Linked DNA regions of Sus scrofa: all the other regions are linked to region 3. A link is a contact called in public HiChIP or PLAC-seq and promoter capture Hi-C data. All regions are on one chromosome and are shown on one strand. The core of a region is the stretch at or near the end of the contact, and the rest is flanking DNA. Distances in the headings are between cores, read along the strand shown. Region 1 holds the start of RPS3 (ribosomal protein S3). Region 2 holds the start of POLD3 (polymerase (DNA-directed), delta 3, accessory subunit). Region 3 holds the start of XRRA1 (X-ray radiation resistance-associated protein 1).

Evidence for each region. Promoter capture Hi-C pulls out the DNA fragments that hold promoters and counts their contacts. HiChIP or PLAC-seq counts read pairs in DNA pulled down with a chosen protein or histone mark.
Region 1: a promoter capture Hi-C map of liver shows a contact between it and region 3, with 10 times the contacts expected there. The contact joins the promoter of RPS3 here to the promoter of XRRA1 in region 3. A contact is called at or near these places in 1 of 5 promoter capture datasets (liver), 7 of 47 Hi-C or Micro-C datasets (heart right ventricle, liver, psoas muscle and 2 more) and 2 of 2 datasets of contacts at active chromatin or transcription factors (alveolar macrophages and skeletal muscle).
Region 2: a contact with region 3 is called in an H3K27ac HiChIP or PLAC-seq map of alveolar macrophages. The contact joins the promoter of POLD3 here to the promoter of XRRA1 in region 3. A contact is called at or near these places in 1 of 5 promoter capture datasets (liver) and 1 of 2 datasets of contacts at active chromatin or transcription factors (alveolar macrophages).

The regions. Positions count from the first base shown.
Region 1 is chr9:9,623,244-9,626,611 of Sscrofa11.1, forward strand. It overlaps RPS3 (ribosomal protein S3), which reads left to right and starts at 2,032. Exons shown (of 7, transcript NM_001044601.1): 1 at 2,032-2,065; 2 at 3,215-3,345. The coding sequence starts at 2,036.
Region 2 is chr9:8,904,680-8,908,039 of Sscrofa11.1, forward strand. POLD3 (polymerase (DNA-directed), delta 3, accessory subunit) reads left to right here and starts at 1,812. Exons shown (of 14, transcript NM_001244235.1): 1 at 1,812-1,950; 2 at 3,267-3,322. The coding sequence starts at 1,891.
Region 3 is chr9:9,278,575-9,282,142 of Sscrofa11.1, forward strand. It overlaps XRRA1 (X-ray radiation resistance-associated protein 1), which reads right to left and starts at 2,119. Exons shown (of 19, transcript XR_002335534.1): 1 at 1,917-2,119. SPCS2 (signal peptidase complex subunit 2) reads left to right here and starts at 1,943. Exons shown (of 5, transcript XM_003482563.4): 1 at 1,943-2,388. The coding sequence starts at 2,092.

The DNA.
Region 1 (3,368 bases), core at 782-3,281, 340 kb after region 3:
TGCCTGCCCAGCCCCTGCCCTCTCCCTCCTAGCCCGTAATGGCCCCGGGCAGGTCCCTGATACAGCTGTCCTTGGCCCCCACCTCTCCAAACCAGATGCTGATCTTACACCCTTGGAAAAAGCTTGATGAGTGGAGATCTCCCTGGTCTTTTTCTCTCCCTTGGCCAAGTCTTTCTTCTTCCAGTGTCTGGTCTCTGACTCAGTTTTCCCCACCTCTTTCTTTTGATTTCTCTGCCTTAAGCATTATTGCGGTATCATCCTTCTACCCACAGCAGATAGTGCCCAGCATGTGTGAGAATGGAAGGTGCTGGTGTGTAGCGGCTTCTGCAAAAAGCAGAGGTGTGGGCCCACGTGTTAGTGATGGCAAGATGACTCACCCTAACCAAAAACATTGAAACCAAAATGCCAAGGTGTTTATTTGCACTAAAAGCAGTGATGATCTGTCCCATATAACGGATGCTTTCCACGTGCTGGGCACTATGCTGAGTGCTTTAAAGCCACCATCTAATTCAATCACAGAAATCCTCAGAGGTTAATGAGCACTTTCCAGATGAAGAATATGAGACAAAAAGGTTTAGTGACTTGCCTGAAGCTTGTAAATAGTAGCACTGAGACATGAAACTGATTGAGCTGGCTTCATCATTTTCCCCACTGCCCTGCCTCTGACCAAGCTGTCTGCTCCCTTGGCACCCTCCCAGCAGAACAGAGCATCCTCCATGGCACCTGTGCACGGCAGTGACCCCATCTGTGTGACGCTGAAAGTGCACACCATTCGCCACAGGACATCTCACTGCCTGGAGGGAAATCTGAAAACATGTGTCCTGAAATGTTTGCTTAACCAGAAGAGTGTTGTGTTGTTTTAATTTGCTTCTCTTTTTAAATGTTTTTATGCATGTATTTTAATTTTAATTTTTTTGCTTTTTGGGGCTGCACCCATGGCACCTGGAGTTTCCTAGGTGAGGGATCGAATCAGAGCTGCAGCTGTGACCTACACCACAGCTCAGAGCAACGCCAGATCCTTAATCCACTGAGTGAGGCCAGGGATCAAAACTGTGTCCCCACGGATGCTAGTCAGATTTGTTTTCCCTGAGCCACAGTGGGAATGTCCGATACTAGTATTTTTACAGTGTTATTCTGAGTAATATAATATCTCTTAAAATAGATAAAATAAAAGGCATTATGATGATAAAGATAAAAGCTTCCTTCATGGGCTTTTTCCTGGGACCAGAGAACCATACCCAGGCAGGCATCCTCTGTGTCACTGGGGAGAGACAGCAGATGAGCCACCATGAAAACTCCAGACGTGACGTTGGTGCAAAGAACTTGCCGAGGTCTGATCCTCAGCTTTGAGTCTCTCCAACTCGGTTTTGTGGGCCTCCCGGGTAAGATATGGCACTTGTGAGCAAATTCATCTGAACCACAGTACCAAGAACAATTCGAAAACCAGAATCCATGCATTGATTTGTTTGCTATTCAAACTTTTGTTGACACTGGGCCTGAACCAGGCCGTATCCTAAGCTTACAGTAGTGGAAGAAATATATAAACAGGTCATTCCAACCCAGTGAGATGACTGTTATGGTGATGGGAGCAACTAGGAGAGACCCAATCCTGGAGGAAGTGCCAGAAGGAGATGACACACGGAGAAAAAAGCCTGTTCCTGGTTTCCTCACCTCCGTGAGGGTGGTCACTAACATCCAGCCCTGAAGTCAGAAACCGGCAACATCATTCTCAACTCCCCTCAGCCTCAATCCATCACCAAGACACATCAGGTCCACAGTATGTCCCTTTAATTCATCCACTTCTTTCAGACAGTTTTGACGTTTCGCTTGATCTCCTCCCTTTCGCGTTTCTGCCTACAGGTGTCTCCATCACGCTACTCTTCTCTTTTACCGCCTCCCGGAAGTAAAAACTACATTTCCCTTGAGCGCCCACAGACGTCGACGTCGCGCAGTTCTTTGTCGTCGCGCAGCGCTCTTTATACGCACTTCCGGCCACTCGCCCCTTCTTTTTCTTTCGGCTGCGCGCGGCGGCAAGATGGCGGTGCAGATTTCCAAGAAGAGGAAGGTGAGATCTCGGGGCCCGGATGCCAGGAGCTGTGGCGCCGCGCGGGCCAGGAGCTTTTCTGGGGGTCGTCGCGAGGCCCGCGGCTCCTTCCTCTTCCCCTGGCGGCGGGCCGCGTGGGGTTCCCGAGGGCCGAGGATGGAGGTGGATGGAGCGCAGGCCCGAGCCGGGCCGGCGCAGTATGGCGGAGATGGTTTGGACGGAGAGCAGAGATGAGCACCGGGGGCCCCTCCTGCCCCGGAGAAGGCGCTTGTGAGCATTTCTTGGTCAGTCCGTACCGTTAGGAAACGTGTGGTGTTTGAGGCCGTGAGCCGTTCCCCGCATCTTAGCGGGGCTTCGGGAGAGGGAGGTAGCAGTATATTTGCCTTCTCATTAATCGTTTCTGCGTGCAGCCTTCTGCCTCACAGACCTCAGTTTTGAGAAGGCTTTTGGCATTTTTTCCACTTGGGGCCAAGGAAAAGTTCTGGGGAAAGGGAGGGCGGGGACCTGAGAAGAACGCTTCCTCGAGTTTAACTGAACTGATCTTTCCATGGGAGAGAACTGTGTGAAGTCCGTTCGGTTTGAGGCACTTTGTCATTTTGTGAGTACATAACGTTGGTGTTACAGTGCAATCCACACGCTTTTGTGAGTGAGGATTTGCCAGCTTTCCGAAACACACGTGGGTACAGTTAAGGCAAGATTAAAGTGGCTGAGCGTCTTCTGCTGAGCCGAACTGTGTTTACAGGTGAGGCTGCTTAACTCCCTGGGTGCAAACAGTGTCTCACTTGTGCTGAGTTAGTTCTAAATGGGTCGTTTTAGAGCTGCTTTTGTTTAGCGTGGGTACATGCTAATAACAGTTTTTAAACCCTTCAATGACGAGAAGATGACGAGTCTGACTGGAGGTGTTCTCTTTGACCAGGTAGCCCCTGCTCTGTGTTGCGTTCTGTGGCACAGTTCAAAGGGCCCTGGGTCAAAGTGACTTCCAAAAGATGACCTAGAGGCATTTGTCTGAGAAGGGTTACTCTGTTCCTTCTGGAACACAGATAATATGATTGATGATGGGTCCTCTGTTGGAGGTGTTGAGTTTTAATGAAGGTTGCATTGGCTGAAAGACTGGACTAGGAAAGTGAGCCTGCACCCATGTCCTCACTTTGAATTTCCTTCTTTGGTTAGTTTGTCGCTGATGGCATCTTCAAAGCTGAACTGAATGAATTTCTTACTCGGGAGCTGGCTGAAGATGGGTACTCCGGAGTTGAAGTTCGAGTTACACCAACTAGGACAGAAATCATTATCTTGGCCACCAGGTAAAAACTTGTGTTCCAGGCCG
Region 2 (3,360 bases), core at 562-3,061, 370 kb before region 3:
TGACCCCTAGCCTGGGAACCCCCAGATGCCCTGGGTGTGGCCCTGACAAGCAAAAAAAAAAAAAAAAAAAAAAAGTCACTTAGTTCTTAATTTCCAATACATATCCTTTTTTTTTTTTTTTTTTGGCATTTCTGCCATTTCTAGGGCCGCTCCCGCAGCATATGGAGGTTCCCAGGTAGGGGTCTAATCAGAGCTGTAGCCACCAGCCTACGCCACAGCCACACCACATCTGCAACCTACACCACAGCTCACGGCAACGCCAGGTCCTTAACCCACTGAGCAAAGCCAGGGATCGAACCCGCAACCTCATAGTTCCTAGTTGGATTCATTAACCACTGCACCATGACGGGAACTCCATATGTACCCTATTTTAAGGCTCTACTATCCCTCACTTAAAAATCTCCAAGAGGAGTTCTTGTCGTGGCGCAGTGGTTAACGAATCCGACTAGGAACCATGAGGTTGCGGGTTCGGTCCCTGCCCTTGCTCAGTGGGTTAACGATCCGGCGTTGCCGTGAGCTGTGGTGTAGGTTGCAGACGCGGCTCGGATCCCGAGTTGCTGTGGCTGTGGTGTAGGCCGGTGGCTACAGCTCTGATTGGACCCCTAGCCTGGGAACCTCCATGTGCCGTGGGAGCAGCCCAAAGAAACAGCAAAAAGACAAAAAAAAGAAAAAAAAAAGAAAAATAGACAATGGATTTCCATGTAGTCTAAATGACTGAGACAAGAGGAGAGGTACAGAATTAATGCAAGTGCTATAATGGAAGAGCAAAGAAAATAGCCAAAAAAAAAAAAAAAAAAATCTCCAAGAAAATGGAAGCTACTTGTGAACAGGCTCTGTGTAATACTGATCACAGCTGTATCTCCAGTACCCCAGCACCCAGAACAATGCCTGGCCCTTAGTGGGCTTTGGCTGACTTTACCTTGAATAAATGCATGTTGCAACCAACATTTGAAGAGGGTGCTATTACTATTTCCATCTTAGAGATAGGAAACAGGCTTGCAGTGGTTAAATAACTTACCTAAGTCCACACAACAAATATCAAAACCAAGATTCAAAGCCCAGGTCTAACTCTAGAGCCTGCTCCATTATCCATTAGGCTGCCCTACTGAAATTCACTGGCTTATGCTGAAGGGTATTTTAGCTGATGTTAGGAGACATTTTAGTTGGAATTCCCCAATTTGAAAACTTCTTGAGAATAAAGTTCACGTGTCCCCTCACACAACTTGGAAGGCACAGCATCCTTTGGATTCTTCTGTCTCATCTCTCATTGCCCTCTCCCAGCATTCCAGCCATAATGAAATTCCTTCTCTTCCCAGCAAACACTCCCCTCTCTCATCCCCTCTGGAAAACCTTCCCTAATTTCTCCATTCTGAGATTCTAACAGGCAGTACTTTATCACAGCTGGGAGGACTTTACTAAAATACTTGTTTATTTCTGTCTTTATTGTTCACTGCTGTGTCCCAGTGCCTAAGTGCCTGGAATAGATGGGGTACTTAATACTTGTTGAATACACGCATGCAAGGGCAAGGATTATTTTATCAGTTTACAAGTGGAAAGACTGCGGCTCCTACAGGTGAGCTATTTTGCCCTGAGTTGCTCACCGAGCGGCAGAGCTGAGAGTAGAAACCAAGGTTCTACAGACAGCGCCTGCAGGGCACGCCCGCACCCCGGCTCCTCACTTCCGTTCGCTCCTATTAGCCCCGCCTACTTCAGCCAGCGCCGTCTCCGAGCCTCGTTTGACCCTCGGCGGCCGCCGTAGCGCGTCGCTTCCGTTGCCGTGGGAAACGACCCGGGACGTGGGGGGCTAAAGAGACGTTTCCCGCCGGCGGGAGCCGCGGTTGTGGCGGCGCGGGGGAGCTCCGAGGCGGCGGGGCCCGGCACGGCGGCACCATGGCGGACCAGTTTTATCTGGAAAATATAGACGAGTTCGTCACGGACCAGAACAAAATCGTGAGGACTTCGGGCTGGGGGATGCGGGCGCGCGACTGGGGTCCTGGGCCCGGTGAGGCCGGCGGGGGCCTTGACCCCTGTGCGTGTGGCCGGGTGGGGACTGGCCGAGGGGGTCTCGTCCCCGTGCCTAGTGTCCCAGAGCGAGCGAGGCCTCGCCGGGGAGGAGCTCTCCTTGTCGCGCGAACCCGCGTCCCTGGGGTGGGCGTGCTGGGCTCTGCGCCCCGACCACGCGCCGCGGGGGTCAGGCGCGGAGGGAGGAGCGTTCATTGATAGCGTTTCTCAGGTCTCTCTACACCTGTCTGACAAGTTTGAAGTCCTAAGTTACCCTTGAGGAAATTTGTGTCTTAGCCGGGTTAAGTGATAAGTTGTGCAAACCCTCCGACCGTCCGTTGTTTTCCTCTTCCCGGAAGTTTGGTGTTGATAGAGGTTTGACCTGCCTCGCAGGGTTAGAGTCAAGATTCAAGTGAGACGATGAATGTGAGTGCGTTTCGCAAATCGGGAAGATTGAGGGCTTGCTGTGAGCTTGGATACACATGACTGCGTTTAATCTTTACAGCGACCCGCTAGAAGTCGGTGGAAGTATCCCTACAAAAGGCAGTTGAAGCAGAGGGACCAGATAATGTCTTTGCTTGCGGTTAGTAAGGGATAATCAGTTTTCCAGCCTAGATTTGTCTCTTGCTAGTGATTTCCTCCACATCACACCGCTTTTGCCTAACCTTTGTAAGTTTTCTGATTGTTGGAAACTCGACAGGTTGGGAGGAAGTGGCAAATGACAGGAGAGGTCAAGGAGGGATGGCAGGGGGAACAAAGCTTGATGCCAGTTGTTCCCAATCTCACCCCTGATACACTATTCAACCACTTCACTCATTACCTGACCCGGCACCACCTGTGGGCGCTCTAATGTTTGTATGGCTGCACCTTTCCTCAGAAGTTGGAGTCATACAGTCCAGAGTAACCTGGCTTCCGGTTGAGTTTGAAGATAGTTTCTGGTGGTGGCCCAAAAAAAGGCAGAATGTGGGGGGGGGCTTAGTAAAACAAGGAGTGTGAGGAAAGTAAGAGCTTTTCCTATGTATATTCAGGCTTTCTTTTTAGACTCTTTTGCATGAATTGATCTGCGATACAAACTTCTTAGTATCTGCAAGATAAATACCGTGATCCTCCCTGCCCAGACGGACAGCTCTTGGCAAAACTGGGGTGGCATCTAATGTAATTTATAATGCATTATCATCTGAGAGTAAGAATCTTGAGGAGCCCTTGGGACTGACCCTCACTCTGGAGTCATCATAAAACATTTAAAAAATTTCTTCTTCTTGCAGGTGACATACAAATGGCTGAGCTATACACTAGGAGTTCATGTTAATCAGGCCAAACAGTAAGTACAATTTATTTATTTATTTATTTTCGGTCTTT
Region 3 (3,568 bases), core at 869-3,368:
ACGCACGCACACACACAGAGTAATGCTTCTTACCTGCGTACATTTGCTTTTTCCATTCCTTTGGGCTCTCACACTTCTGCCCCTCTTCTTTGTCTGACTCAAACAGAAAGCTCTCCTGTATATCCCCCTCCTCAGATTGGCCCTTATCTTTACTACCACTTCAGCCCACCTTTTTTTTTTTTTTTTTCCCTGCTTTTCAGGCTGCACCTATGGCATATGGAAGTTCCCAGGCTAGGGGCAGAATCAGAGCTACAGCTGCTGGCCTACACCACCGCCACAGCAATGCCAGATCTGAGCCTCATCTGTGACCTACACCGCAGCTTGTGGCAACGCTGGATTCTTTAACCCACTGAGAGGCCAGGGATCGAACCTGTGTCCTCATGGATACTAGTCGGGTTTGTTACTGCTAAGCCACAATGGGAGCTCCCAGCTCACCTCTTAATGGAGGCACTGTGCCAGGCCTGGGTCCTACCTATATCTTTATCCCCAGTGTCTCATACAGGGTCTGGTGCATTGAAGAGGCTCAAGTGATTGTTTACTGAACTAAATGGAATCGTGCCCACAATGCTATCTATGGAGCTCTTCATCCTGCCTGCAAAGAGGGGCGAAGTAAGGGTCAGGGAAGGTTTCACAGGGCAAGTGACATTAGAACTGGGTTTTGAAACACAATAAATTATAAAAGATGAACAAAAAGCTACAGGGGCATCTGACTGGATTGCTTCACAGAAGTGAAGAAATTGCACCTAGTACTTTAGTAATAATGATGACCACATGAGTGTTGGCTTCATGAAAACAGGTATTTTGCCTGTTACTCAGCGATCTGTCCCTCATGACCAGAACAGTGACCACTCCAGAGTATGTACTCCATTTGTTCAGTCATTTGGACACATATGAGGAATTCATGGGGACAAAACAAACAACTAATAATGCAGTGTACTAAATCATAGTGTATTAAGACCTGTTATATGATAACTCTAGGTCATTAGAGTAGGAGTTCCATGAAAGTAGGGGACAGGATCCCCTAGGATTCCTCGGTACAGTTTCCAGTGATGTTGGTGCTCAACAAATACTTGTGTAAACAAAAGCAATAAAAATCTATAATATTATTGTGTCCTAAAGCTGTAAAAGCAGAGTGGCAAAGGTGAGTTAGGCTGGGATCTGGGATCCTTTACTGGAGTGCCTGCACCTGGACAGACATCGCCTTGAGCAACAAAATACAAAGAAACAAGAAGGAACAAAACATAATTGCATGCAAGCACAGTTGAGGCAAATTATGAACAATAAAACACAAAAAGGCCATAAGCCAACTGCCACTTCTGAGGTGCCAAGAGTGAGGAGGGTACTGGGCATAATCCCAGCACCACCAAGGCAGTAGGCAGACCACCTGAGCCATCCCTTCCTCCCCTTCTTTCATCTCATTTAAGGGACCAGCTTGCCTCCTTCCCTCAGGGAGCACCTGTTTCTTATTTTTGCTCCATAGCATTAAAGCAGGAGTCCCAATAAAGCCTCACCTGAATTTCTCATCTGGCCTCTTACCATTTTCTATTGATTAGAGGGTTCAAGGACCCCAGTCAATGGCAAAGGGAGTATAACACGGGTTTGATGTAAAAAACAAAAACAAAACAAAACAAAAAAACCCGGCTTCTAAACTAGGTTCTGATACATGCTCTCTGGCCTTAAGTTTCTTAGTATCCTCCTCTGACTGGTCTGTTACGGGACTAAATGAGAGCATGGCTACAAATGCAGATAGAAGACAATGAATGTGAGTTCCCTAAAATACGAAAACAATACTAACAGCTAAGATGACAGTCACCAAAGAACCGGTAAGGGCAGTAACAGGGGTAGAAAAGGATTAAAGACAAGCTCCTTCGCTTCTTTGGGAAACTCTACATATGAAACTAAGTTTCCAGCCGCACCTGCCTCCGGCGTCGCTTCCGCCTCCGAGGTTTCCGCGGGGGCGACGTCCCGGTCAGGCGGGCAGCTCGGCGAGCCTCCCGGGGATCTCGGAGTAGCTCCACGGTGGCGCTTACCACTACCTTCTCCAACCCTTAGTAACCGCGACGCGTTGGCTGGCCGAGTAGGCGGCAACCGATGGCTGGAGCTTCTGATTACTACAAGTCCCAGCAAGCCCCGCGGCCACTTCCGCTGGCAACCTCGCGTCAGCCAGCCCTGAACTACGGGTCCCGATGTACTCCGCGCGGCACGCCACGCCGCCAGTTCCAGCCAATCAGCTTCGGACAAGTAGGAGGGGAGGGAGACGCACAGGCAGGAAAGATGGCGGCGGCGGCTGCTCAGGGTGGGAGATCCGGTGGTGGCGGAGGCAGTAGTGGGGCTGGCGGCGGTCCCAGCTGCGGGACGGGCAGTAGCCGTAGCGGCTTGTTGGACAAGGTGAGGAGTCGGATTTTGGGGACAGCCGAGGCCTGGGGACTCCTGGGAGGCGGCGAGCCCACCATCCTCTCCCCCCTTTTCTTATGCGGCTTCTCTAGGGGAGTCCTCGTTTGGCCCACCTCGGGGACCCTACGGGCCCTTGTATTCAGCTCTCTACGCACCTCAGACTCGGGCTCTCTCCTCTTTAGGACTTCATTCCTTTTTGGTCCTTAACCTCGGCCACTGCTGCTACTTAGGATAATTTGATTATTTCCACATTTCCTGCGGCCCTCGCTTTTCCTCGGTGGTACTCGGGGCCACTGTTCAGTGTGCCCGTTTCACCGACAGGGAAAGCTGAATCTCGACTAAATGAAGGCAGCTGTTTGAAGTCAGTGGTGTCCAAACTCCCCGCCACACTTGAGTTTTGCTACTGATTCTAGAGTGCCTTTGGCCTTTTGCTTACTAAAGTTTCTAGGCGTTTTGTTGTGATACCCCGAATACTGAACTTGACCTACATGCTGACAGGAAGCTTTTAAGATTTATCTTTTTTCTCTCGCCTTTTTCACCCAACCCCCTACCCTTTCCCCTCTCTTCCTGCCACCAAGTGCCTTAGGTGAATCAGATTCTTGAGCTTGCTGCCTGTTCACTCTTCTCTCCCCCCGCCCCGCCCATCCAGTCTTTCTCTGTTTCTCTCTTTCTTGCTTTATTCTTTTTTAAATGCAGTCTTAGCAACAAGGGCTTAAAAAAAAAAAAATTAAAAAAAAAAAAAAAAAAGGAAACTTCTTCTCGGGGTAGGCCCTTCCTGCCCTTTGCATAGCATTTTGAAAGTAACAATTGTGTAGAGATCTGGGTCCTAGTACTGGGCCTGCGTCTAATTAGCTGTGTGACCTTGAAATATGCTTGTTTTCCCTGTGTCTTGTTTCCTCATTTGTAAAATGAGGGAGTTAGTCTTCATCCACCCTAAGGTTCCTTCCAATTCTCTCATTTTAGGGCCCTGGGCCAGTTTGATAAGGAATGTTACACAGGGGGTCTTTATTTTAATAGAGTGAAAAATCAGGATTGTTTACTTTAATTGAAAACAGCTTTCAGACTTCTCTGTGTGTAACACATGGTAGGCAAACATGAAGTGTGGACAGTCTTCAAAGGCAGTGATTACTGAAAAGTATACGGCATTGGTGCATTATTGGAAGAACCTGGATTT